Regions from separate parts of the Gasterosteus aculeatus genome. Here region 2 is linked to region 1. The links are chromatin contacts, called in public Hi-C maps. All regions are on one chromosome and are shown on one strand. The core of a region is the stretch at or near the end of the contact, and the rest is flanking DNA. Distances in the headings are between cores, read along the strand shown. Region 1 has its middle 25 kb from the start of pcdh18a. Region 2 holds the start of LOC120825256 (protocadherin-10).

Region 1 (4,938 bases), core at 1,812-4,311:
ACCTTTTGACAGACAGACGTTGGGATCACACCGTCGACCTCATGGTTGACCCACTCAAACTGAGCTACAAGAACCCTGGAGCAGAGGATTTCTTTGTCGCTCTCCGCCATCTGATCAAACTAATTCTAATTAATACCAATAACATTTATGTCATATAGTAAGGTTAGCGTGATCTATCTGACGAGGGTGCAGCATTAATTCTTCTAAATCACTGAATCAGAAAATGTAAAAACATGAATACGTCAGCTTTTTTCTTTTACATCTAGCTCTAGATGATTTATTTGATATAGTCCAAATTGTCATTTTCATGGCTATTTTATGATTTGCGTAAAATGCTTAACATGCGCTTGTTTCATTTCACAGCCAAATCTCTCTCTTTTGGACATTAGGGTTGTGCAAATGTAATTCTGGAGGTAGACAAATAACACGTGTTTAATACTATCACCATAGCAACAGCTCACAGTAGGGTAGAGCAATCACTCACTAAAAATACTCCCACTCACAAAAACAAACACTCCTTGAAAAAAACAACAAACAGTATATTTCAGATGTAGTGTAACAGCCATTAGGGAGCTCTAGTAGATTGGTTAATTGGATGCAATTGATGTTTTGTTGATGTTTTCTAAGTAGTGAGGTGTTCTAATAGTCTCGATATGTGTTTATGTGCACTTGCAGGGACGTGGCCCCACAGTGCAGGTTAGCTCAACGGATATGTTTGAGCATTTGATTCATTAGCACTAACAGGGAAACCACAGATACTGCGCTTACTGCTTTAACAGGCGCTATCACCACATGCCCGGTTATAACCTTTATGTGAAACTATGATTACAGCAGCGCCAAGTGCGGCGGGGTGGTGTATTGTTGAGGCAGGTGTATTAAATTACAAAAAACAATGTTGCTGTATGTTTATATTTGTAGTCTCCATGTCCGACCATGGAGGTCTTTTAGTGCATGTTTGTGCGTGTGATCATGCTCTACTGGTGCCCATACAATTACTCATCAGGTAACACTGTCAGCTTTAATTGCCGTAGTTTGTACTTTTATTGCTGTAAGCACACAGCTGAAACATGTTAAAAGCCTTTTAGAGGCAGTTAGATCATTCTCAATCTATGATGTTTCACTCGAAAGCATGACTGTATGAGTTTTGTCAATAAACCAACAGCCACAATTTGCTTTTATTTTAAATTTCTGTGTTTTTTTTGCATCTGACCCCTGAGAATGAAATCCTTGTCATTTGTCCTGATTTCCTGTCTTTCTGTCTTTTAAAATTATTAGAAATGCTGATGTGAGCCATCATCACATAAACCTCTCTTCTAAAGCTGCTTTATATATATAACCTGTGTGCAGCTGGAGAAGCCAAAGAAGTGCTATTGAACAGTTAATCCCATAAAACCAACAGATTACAGAATATTCTTTGCCAGTCAAGGCACTAGGCCATTAGCCCAAAGTGCCCTCTTAGGCTCTCTTCATGTGCCAATAACACTCGTCCTTTTAAACCCCTCTCATTCTTTGAATATCTTTCAGTATTTCTTCCTATTTTTAATTTTGAGTACTTTTTTATTATGAAGTGATAAATCACTCAATCATTGCTATCACCATTATTACTTTTCTTATGATTCTCATCCTTATTTTCTCAGTCCATTACAATGGTCTTGTACTTTAGCAAACATGCTCAACAGGTGTAGACCAAACAACTTTGGAAGCCAATCTCTTTCCTTCTATCTATCATAAGTCTACTGTCATCCACCATTAAGCAGTATTTTGGAAAATAGTCAATTTCAGCCGTCACCTTTAGAAGAAACATGGTTTCTGGTAAACAAGATCTTCATTAGCCAAGGAAGATAAATGGACAAAGGGGGAGAAACAAGGGAGAAAGATTTAAAGAGGAGTTGAATACAGATAGACCAACTCGTTGCTATTGAACTAAATGGAAATCAGAGAAATTGAGTATTTGTCACTCTAAGCCTCTTGGAAAGCCTCTGGTCCTTCAGGAGACTATAACGTCATTGGCTTGTCTGCAAGCACATTTGATTCTGTATTATATTGTACACAAATTCTTCACCAAATGTTATTGTAACGATGTTATCTGGCAGCCCCACACACGTAATGTTGTGTTAATCCAGTTCATCACAGACATGCTGAAAGCCCTGCTGGTTCCGATGGAGACATGTCATCATCTGTATATACTTGAGTGTGTGTTTTGGTATTTTGTTTGTGTATTGGCTTGTGCTTATTTTGTAGCGCTACGTGAGAGTCCTAGATAAACAGAAGCAGGTATTTTATTGTGACTTTCTCATTTCTATACGAGCTAAAAATCACACTTTATAAACTCAGCTGTTCCCATCCCTTCCACTCAGAATAAAGGGGGAACTTTGGAATGACCAACAGAGAGAAGAGAAGAAGAGGGTGGACGGCCAGCTTTGCTGATGGCGGAGGCAGATATGTCTTGGGTTATCTACCATTCCTGCCTCTGGCAGAGAACTGAAGTACACATTTACAATAACACACACACACTGGAGGGGACTAGGTGGTAGCCACTGATGCCTGGCTGTATCGATTAAAAGAATAACACAGTTATTTCTGCAGGTGTGTCTCCAGCAGCTAGTCCCCCTGTGGCTGTAGGGGAGATGACGAGGGGGGCAGGAAATAGGGAGGAGACCAAGAAATGCAAAGATGGACGGAGGATGTGAAAAGCAGGATGGATGGATCGATGTATGGTAAGAGTAAGAGAGGCAAGGGGGAAACCATGAGGTGGAGGTAAACAAGGGTTAAAAGAGAGAACAAGAGCAGACAAGGAGGCATGAGGTGAAACAAAGATGGGGGTTAAATTGTGGAAGGCGGTGCAGGACAAAAAAAGAGAAGAGAAAGAAACCACCAAAGATTTATCCGCCAACACATTTCCACATTTATGGATTGAATGCAACTTTTTTTAGATGCTTCTGATCAGTGCGGGTGAGGAAACAGTAACTCAACCGCTGTGTGTGTGTGTGTGTGTGTGTGTGTGTGACTGATTGAATTGGAGTGAGTTATGGATTTGTGTTTTGCGTAGTAAATGTGCTACTACGAGCGTGTGGTGTGTTTGTGTGTGTGTGGATGGGGCATGTGTGTCCAGGGTATCTTTCAGTATATCTGTGTGTGTGCAGGGTAGCTTTCGGTGTGCATGGAAGTGTATGTGTGTGTACTTCCAAAATTTTCCAGGGGTAATAGTCAACTGCCAGAGTCGAGCGCTACTGAGAGAATTATATTGACGTGAGACAAAATTTACAACTGCTCTCACCCTCCCCCTCCCTTTTCCCTCACCCTTCTCCATTCCAGCCACCCTGATGGGCCAAGGTCGGCCAATTACCCTTCACTGACCAGCACAGACACACACAAACACACGCACACACAAGAGCATGTCCCGTCGGCTTGTGTGTGTTTGAGTGTAGTGTCGGGGACAGCGGCTTGGCATGCTAGATTCATGGAAAATATGTCAGCCATCAGCCTGGGCATTTCAAACAATGCCTCACAATGTGCTTGACAGCCCTGAAAAACAGCCTGGTGCTTGGAAACTGCCAGCCCATCATCTCAACTCCCTCATCTGGGCCCTCTGTGGATCCTCAGTCTCTCTCTCACACTGTTTGTGTGCATCTCCCAGCATCTCTCTCAATATCTCATTTTCTCCCCTAATTCACCCTCCAAGCTCTCATTTTCTGTCACACACACTCTCCCTCGAATCCTTCCTCAATTCTTTCGTATTATCAATCCTCCACCCTCAGACACATCCCCAATTTTACATTTTTCTTCTCCCCCGTTCCACAAAAGCACCTTTTATTCACAGCTTTTTCCCTTTTCCATTCCTCCTCCGCTCCTCCATCTTGTAAAACAGCACCAGATGCCCCTTATTAGGAGCTGAGCGGTAGGTCACCTGGTAGTTAAGTACATAACACACACTTGTGCTGAAAGCCAGCACACACACACACACACACACACAGGGTAGTTATGTACATGATGGTATTATCTGGCCGGGCGGTTATATATCTTGGTGAGACACAAGCCCATAAAGCTGCAGGGACATGCAGTCCCCGTCTCTGCTTTTCTCCACCCTCCCTCCCCTCTGGTCACACGCAGTAACAGGCAGCCGTGATTCACAGCATTCAATTTACACGGGCTCGTAACAGGAGGTGATGGGCTCTTGGAGGTTTTGAGGCGGGCTATTGGTTCGTTGGTGGGGAGGGGGCAACAGGGAACATGTGTTTGAGTGAGGAAGGGAAATTAAATAGCGAGTTCTCAGCAAGAGCGATGCTGTAACTGATTAGAATCATGAAGAATTCAGACACATGCATTTCGATTTAATGGAAATTGACATTTACGTAACTCTGTTGATCAAAATGCAACCGCAGTGATGCTCAGAAGTGTGCGTGTGTGTGTTTGTGCTGACCCTCTTGTGTCTTGTTTGTGCATCTTTCCAAGTCTGCACACAAGTGCCAACGAGAGCAATGAGAACAATCCATAACAGGCCGACCCCAATCCCATTCCCCGTATGAATATGTATCATTTGCAAAAACCCTGATCCGTATCTGTTTGCTTTAATTCTGTAAAAGGCAGACCCCCCCCCCCCCCCCCCAGGCCAATTTCCTTTCATGCATGCATATATAAACTCATAAGACTGTTGTGGTTCAACAGCACATCTGCTGCTGAGAATTTATTTGGGAAAATATTTTTGGGCACGGTTCTGCTGAAAGGTCTTTTCAGGTTTTACGTGATATTTTGTTTATACCACTCAGAGAAAATGATACTTGTTTCTCTTAGAAGAAAATAATAATATTAACAATTTACTGTTTTAAAGCCTCCTTAACTCCGTAGAAAGTAATAATGCACATTTATCATTGAACCCAATGTCACATGTAGCCAGCCAGTGATTTCCCTGATAAGAAGAATAGAAGTATGACAATAATA
Region 2 (5,076 bases), core at 271-2,770, 190 kb after region 1:
CCAAAAACACCTCCAGGTGCAGTAGGCACGGGGTGGTCTGCTTGCAGATTTCTTCTCGGTCGATTTTCTCCTTCACCAAAAGCGCACCGTTCTCTAAGTTCACCTCCAGATACGGTGTCCGTGAACTCGGCACCGTCTGGAAGCGGCGAGCAGAAAGTTTGGTAATGTCCAGCCCCAAATCTTCCGCAATATTCCCAACCACAGAGCCAGGTTCCTGCTCCTCCGGCAGGGAGTAGTGTAGCTGAGACACCGCTCCATCCAGGATGAAGAGCAGGAATATTAACCAAAACATCTCCGATCCCTCTCACAAAGTGCACTTCAAGACGATTTAAAAAAAAGATGTTATTCCTTTTTCTTACGAGAAATTAGCATTTCCCATTTTCTCTGTCCGTAAAAGAGAAATAAAATAAACAGCAGTAAAGCTCTGCGTTTGTGAAATTCCTCTCCTCTGCCTCGGGTCAGTTGAACATTGTGTCGTTTCAGCTGTAAGAAGCACAGCCATTTGATCCGAGCTTCTCTGTTTTAATCAATTCTGCACCGGTCTGTGAGTTTTGGCGTCAGCGCAAAACATTGCAGGCTGGAGCCAGGAAGCAAAGCCAACACTCCCCGTGCGCAAAACAGACAGCGCGTTCTTTACACAAAGTACGGAACAACATATGACATTCCACGCGAACAGGGAAAGAAAAACTATAAAACAGCAAAAAGTCCTATTTACGCACCGACGGGATCTATAACAATAATAACTTCTCAACGAACACTGGCGAATAACAGGACTTTCTCTCTCTTTCTCTCGCTCTCTCTCTCTCGCGCGCGCGCTCTGAGAGGATGTAATCACTGCGCCTAAGCGCTCAAAGCGGATGATGTTCGCAGCTCGGCTTCTGCACGGCGAGTGTGAGCAGCGGAGTTGGTTTTGCGCACAGCTCCTTTCCCCGCCAGCCAATGGTATTCTCAAACACCGGGTGTAATGGCACCTGATTGGGGCTCTGCGACGCCAGCCAGAGAACACCACCGGGCCCTCATGATAAAACCAGTGAGGTGCCGCTGCGCTCCTCTCGCTTCTCTCTCCCCTTTTCGCCCCCCTCTCCCCCCAACCTCCACCCCGTGCCCAGCCTCAGTTGTGGCAGGAACATTACATGTTTTACACATCTAGTGGATTGGTGACCATTGAGGATCCGTGCGCATAATGTTGCAGCAGCCAAGGGAGGGCTGGTTTATCTGAAATATTGTATTGAAAAAATAGTCATAACAATATTTCTGCATTTCTCGTTATCTATTAGTGTGACAAATTGTTCGTTATATGCAATGAAAAGACTCGTGAGGTTTCTCTTAACGCAACCGTTGAAGCAGTTTGGTGTTTGCTCTGGTACTAATGCATGGGTCAGAAAGGAGCCAGGATGCCCAAGGACCACCATGTAAAGAGCCTGCGCAAGTATAGCTAGTGACGCAATACCCCCCGTGCCATGGACACCCCCACTCCCCCTCTCTCTCTTTCTCTGATGAACGCACAACAGTAAAAAAAAAAGAAATCCTTTCAAATAAAGTAGCCTATGTCTCCAGTGTGTTTGGTAGTGAGCATCAGTATGATCCAAGGTTCCGTCAAAGTGGGATCACACATGAGTTACTTTAATTCAGTGTAATGAAGCATCGTGCTTGAGTCCTACCGTGTTTCTAATAGCCTGGAGTCTATTCGTTTGCCTATCTTAACATTCCTATCATTAACCCTCTCCCATGCTGGCCGCAACTGTGGAGCAGTTGCATCACGCGCTAATTTAATTCATAAAGCATGAATTAAATATGCAAATGGCACAGTTGTGAGGGAGACACAAATTGTGGGGGTCTAACTTCTTTGCATTCGCAGGATGATGACAAAAAGATGAAAAACAGCGTAATTGCAGCTATTTAGCATACGTCTGCAATTCCTTAATGCAATTGACGCGGCGCAACATTATCGAGCGTAATGCAAAGCGACGTGCCCATTGTGCAGTGAGAGACTCGCGAGAGATTTGCGATTCTGCATCTCGCCATACAAGTCAGAAGAAAACAAAACGTAGACGTTGGATGGATTTCCAGCCCATATCTGAGCCGTAGATGTGTGACTGAATCAAGTCGACACTGAAGTCGGATCTCCGAGTAGAGCGCACAGCAGCTCCTATCCGTCTCCATGTCTCCGTCAGGGTGTTACAGAGACCAACGTCGCCCCCTCGCGTCTGCCCACTTTTACTTTTTTATACCTTGAGATGAAGAGAGAGCTTGAATTTCTTTCCACTCAATAATTGTGGAACTTATTTAATTGGTAGAACTAGCTCAAAAGCACAAACCATCTAAACATAAGGCAAATGAAAATAATTAAAAAACAATTAGGAACATGAATTGAAACATTAAAGCCATTACAAAATGAACACGCTAAAAATAGAATAAAATGGAGTAAATTGCAGAAATGTAGGTGTATTTAAGCAGTAAATATAAACAAAAATTGAAAGAAATTCAAACCAACATTGTGTAAAAATTTCTCACAAAAAATACACAATATTTGATTTAGTGCACACTTGTGCCTTGATGGCAGTTACAACGATGACAGTGTTTAATTTTTCTGTTTATGTACACAACCTTGAAACTGACCAGATAATTAGTGACAGCGGCTGGACTGTGCAACGATCAAACCTGCATGTTTGTAGCTAAACATCTATCTATAGTTGTAGTTGTCTATAGGGAAGTTTTGGCGCAGCACATGTGTGCACATGTACATGTACACAAAAGTGTATATAAAGGCCACACGTGTTCTCAAACTCTGGCTGATTAAACCTCTGCTCATGTTGATCTTAGGTGGAGTTATGCTTCAAAATGATGTCACAAAACTCTTTGGACAATCTGCATTTTATCACAGCAAACATTTTGAGTAAGAAAATCACAGGTGTTGCTTTAATACTACAACAACTCAATGAAATATAGTCACATTTCATGTTATACTTCCAACTTTACTGTGACATTTCAACATAATATATTTACATATACATAAATATACATAAACAACAGTTTGTACACAGTCCTGGAAGAACATCTAATCAATCGAAACATGTGAAGACATTTGTGTGGGTTTAGCGTGGATGTGTGGGTATTTAAGACTTTCGGCTGTTCCTTGTTATGTAAAAAACATGTGTATACAGATAGTGACTGAAACCGACACTAATCTTGGCAAAATAACCAACCACACTCCGATCACATTATCATGTTCATAACTATTTTTTCATTGGTTTATCATCACTTGAAACTAAGCTTTCTTTGCATTTTTGGTTGCATTAGCACCTCCTTATTTTCACTGGAAGCTGAGCCTCTTCACAGAGTCTGCCCCAATATAAAACTACACAGCACCCCACCGGATAAGTGTATTTACCAAAATGTTGAACTATTCCTTTGAAAGGCCTTTCATGCAGTACTGCTTCCCATGTTGTATATATTATAAATAATTAATGTTGGCATAAGAAATATAGTATATATTCCTTCTATTGTACTTTAACTGTTTCCACATTTATAATTAAGAAGCCTCCAAATGACAAATAGAACTCACATTTTGACAAATTATGTCATAACCTGCCTTGATATGATGGGCTAACAGACTAAGGCATGGTCTGTAGGTAAAAGCTCAGTAGGCCATTAAAATTTCATAACGTGAACAAAAAGGCAATTAAGATATCATTAAAAGGGTTGGCACCCAAAGGATATACCTCAAACCTATTACAGCGCCCTTCGAGAGTCTTGTACATAGCCGCCACTTAAAACTGTACTTCAGAGACTGTGATGTATGTGAGTTGTGGTCAATTGAAAAACTAGTAAATTGGAGGTATAGGTCGTCTCAATATGAAAACGTGAGTCTTTGTTGTTTGGATTGTAACACACAATCAATGCACAGGATAATTAGTCCTTGTCTGGTTTAAATACACTCTTGGCGATCCGTACAAAGGAAAACAACTTTGTTAATTCTTGTGATGTTAGCTCATTTGCTCACTGAAGTCCCACGGTCGTAAATGCTGTGTGGAAACTGTAAAAGAGAACAGAATAGGTCGATAAATAAACCATGTAAATGTGTACACCAGAGTGAGTCTATCTTATTGTCGCAATAATCCAGGTTGAAGAGAAAACTCATCAATACACAGCATGTACAATTTGCTGGCGATAACTTCCCCACATCCAGTTGATCCAGCTATCTCAAACGACGGCTAAGTGAAATGTGCAAAAACTCTGGATTCTGTTGTGCAATAAAAAGCACAATATATTCAGCCTTTAACCTCAAATGTCTGTGATCTGCCTCATCCGTTCCATTTAGGCTCCTGTAATTGCTTTATCCTAGGTAGCACAGTGGCCTGTGAGCTAGACGAGACCATGTAAAAAATGAATGGCTTTGCCCTCAGCCCAAAGTGACTGTGCGTGTGATCAGTGTCTGTCCCAGACAGCTGCAGGGTGACTTCCTGCCCTGATGGCCATTACTCAGTCTGATGGATAGCTGAGGGAGTGGTGGGGATAAAACGGCTGGTTGGAAAGAAGGAGGGCAAAGTGAACAGTACACTGCGCAGGATGAGCTGAGGGAAGGCCGGTGTGGATTGGGAAACAGGGGCCTCGGGAGGTTGAGGTGTTAAAGTGAGATGAGGGAGGTGCACAGAACAGAGTGTGGAAGGATGGCGATCTGGGATGTGGGCTTGACAGCAATAAATGACACTGATAAGGAATGGAAGGCGGAGAAGAGAAGGAGATGAAGCTGGTGCTACTTTATTTAATTGGTTTATTTTAACAGAGAGAATCCATCAACATTTCTGTAAATACATCAGTAAATGCCAGAAAGATTATTTTCAACTCGTGCACCTTGACATGATGCCAAAATAGCATTATGATAAAACAGTCAATAATGAAAGCTGCTCTCATCTAATGCAATTTCAAGCATAGACCTAATGCTCTAAAACCGATCCTAACACAAAAAATAACAAAAAAGCAACAGGTAGCCATGTGAAGCATGGTTTTTATGACAATTGACTCGTATCTCATAAAAAAATATATATATAAGCAGGGCTACACATTGAATACACA

The links. A called contact is a pair of places that touch in the nucleus more often than the background predicts.
Region 2: a Hi-C map of whole body shows a contact between it and region 1, with 3 times the contacts expected there. The contact joins the promoter of LOC120825256 here to the enhancer-like site in region 1. A contact is called at or near these places in 3 of 6 Hi-C or Micro-C datasets (skeletal muscle and whole body).

What each region holds. Positions count from the first base shown.
Region 1 is chr9:11,771,215-11,776,152 of fGasAcu3.hap1.1, forward strand. No RefSeq gene overlaps it. Among protein-coding and RNA genes, the nearest start is that of pcdh18a, 25 kb to the left of the region's middle. Within about 2 kb of position 3,062, at least 1 of the 9 cell types and tissues checked has open chromatin away from gene starts, as enhancers often do.
Region 2 is chr9:11,967,108-11,972,183 of fGasAcu3.hap1.1, forward strand. It overlaps LOC120825256 (protocadherin-10), which reads right to left and starts at 1,521. Exons shown (of 5, transcript XM_040186784.2): 1 at 1-1,521. The coding sequence starts at 292.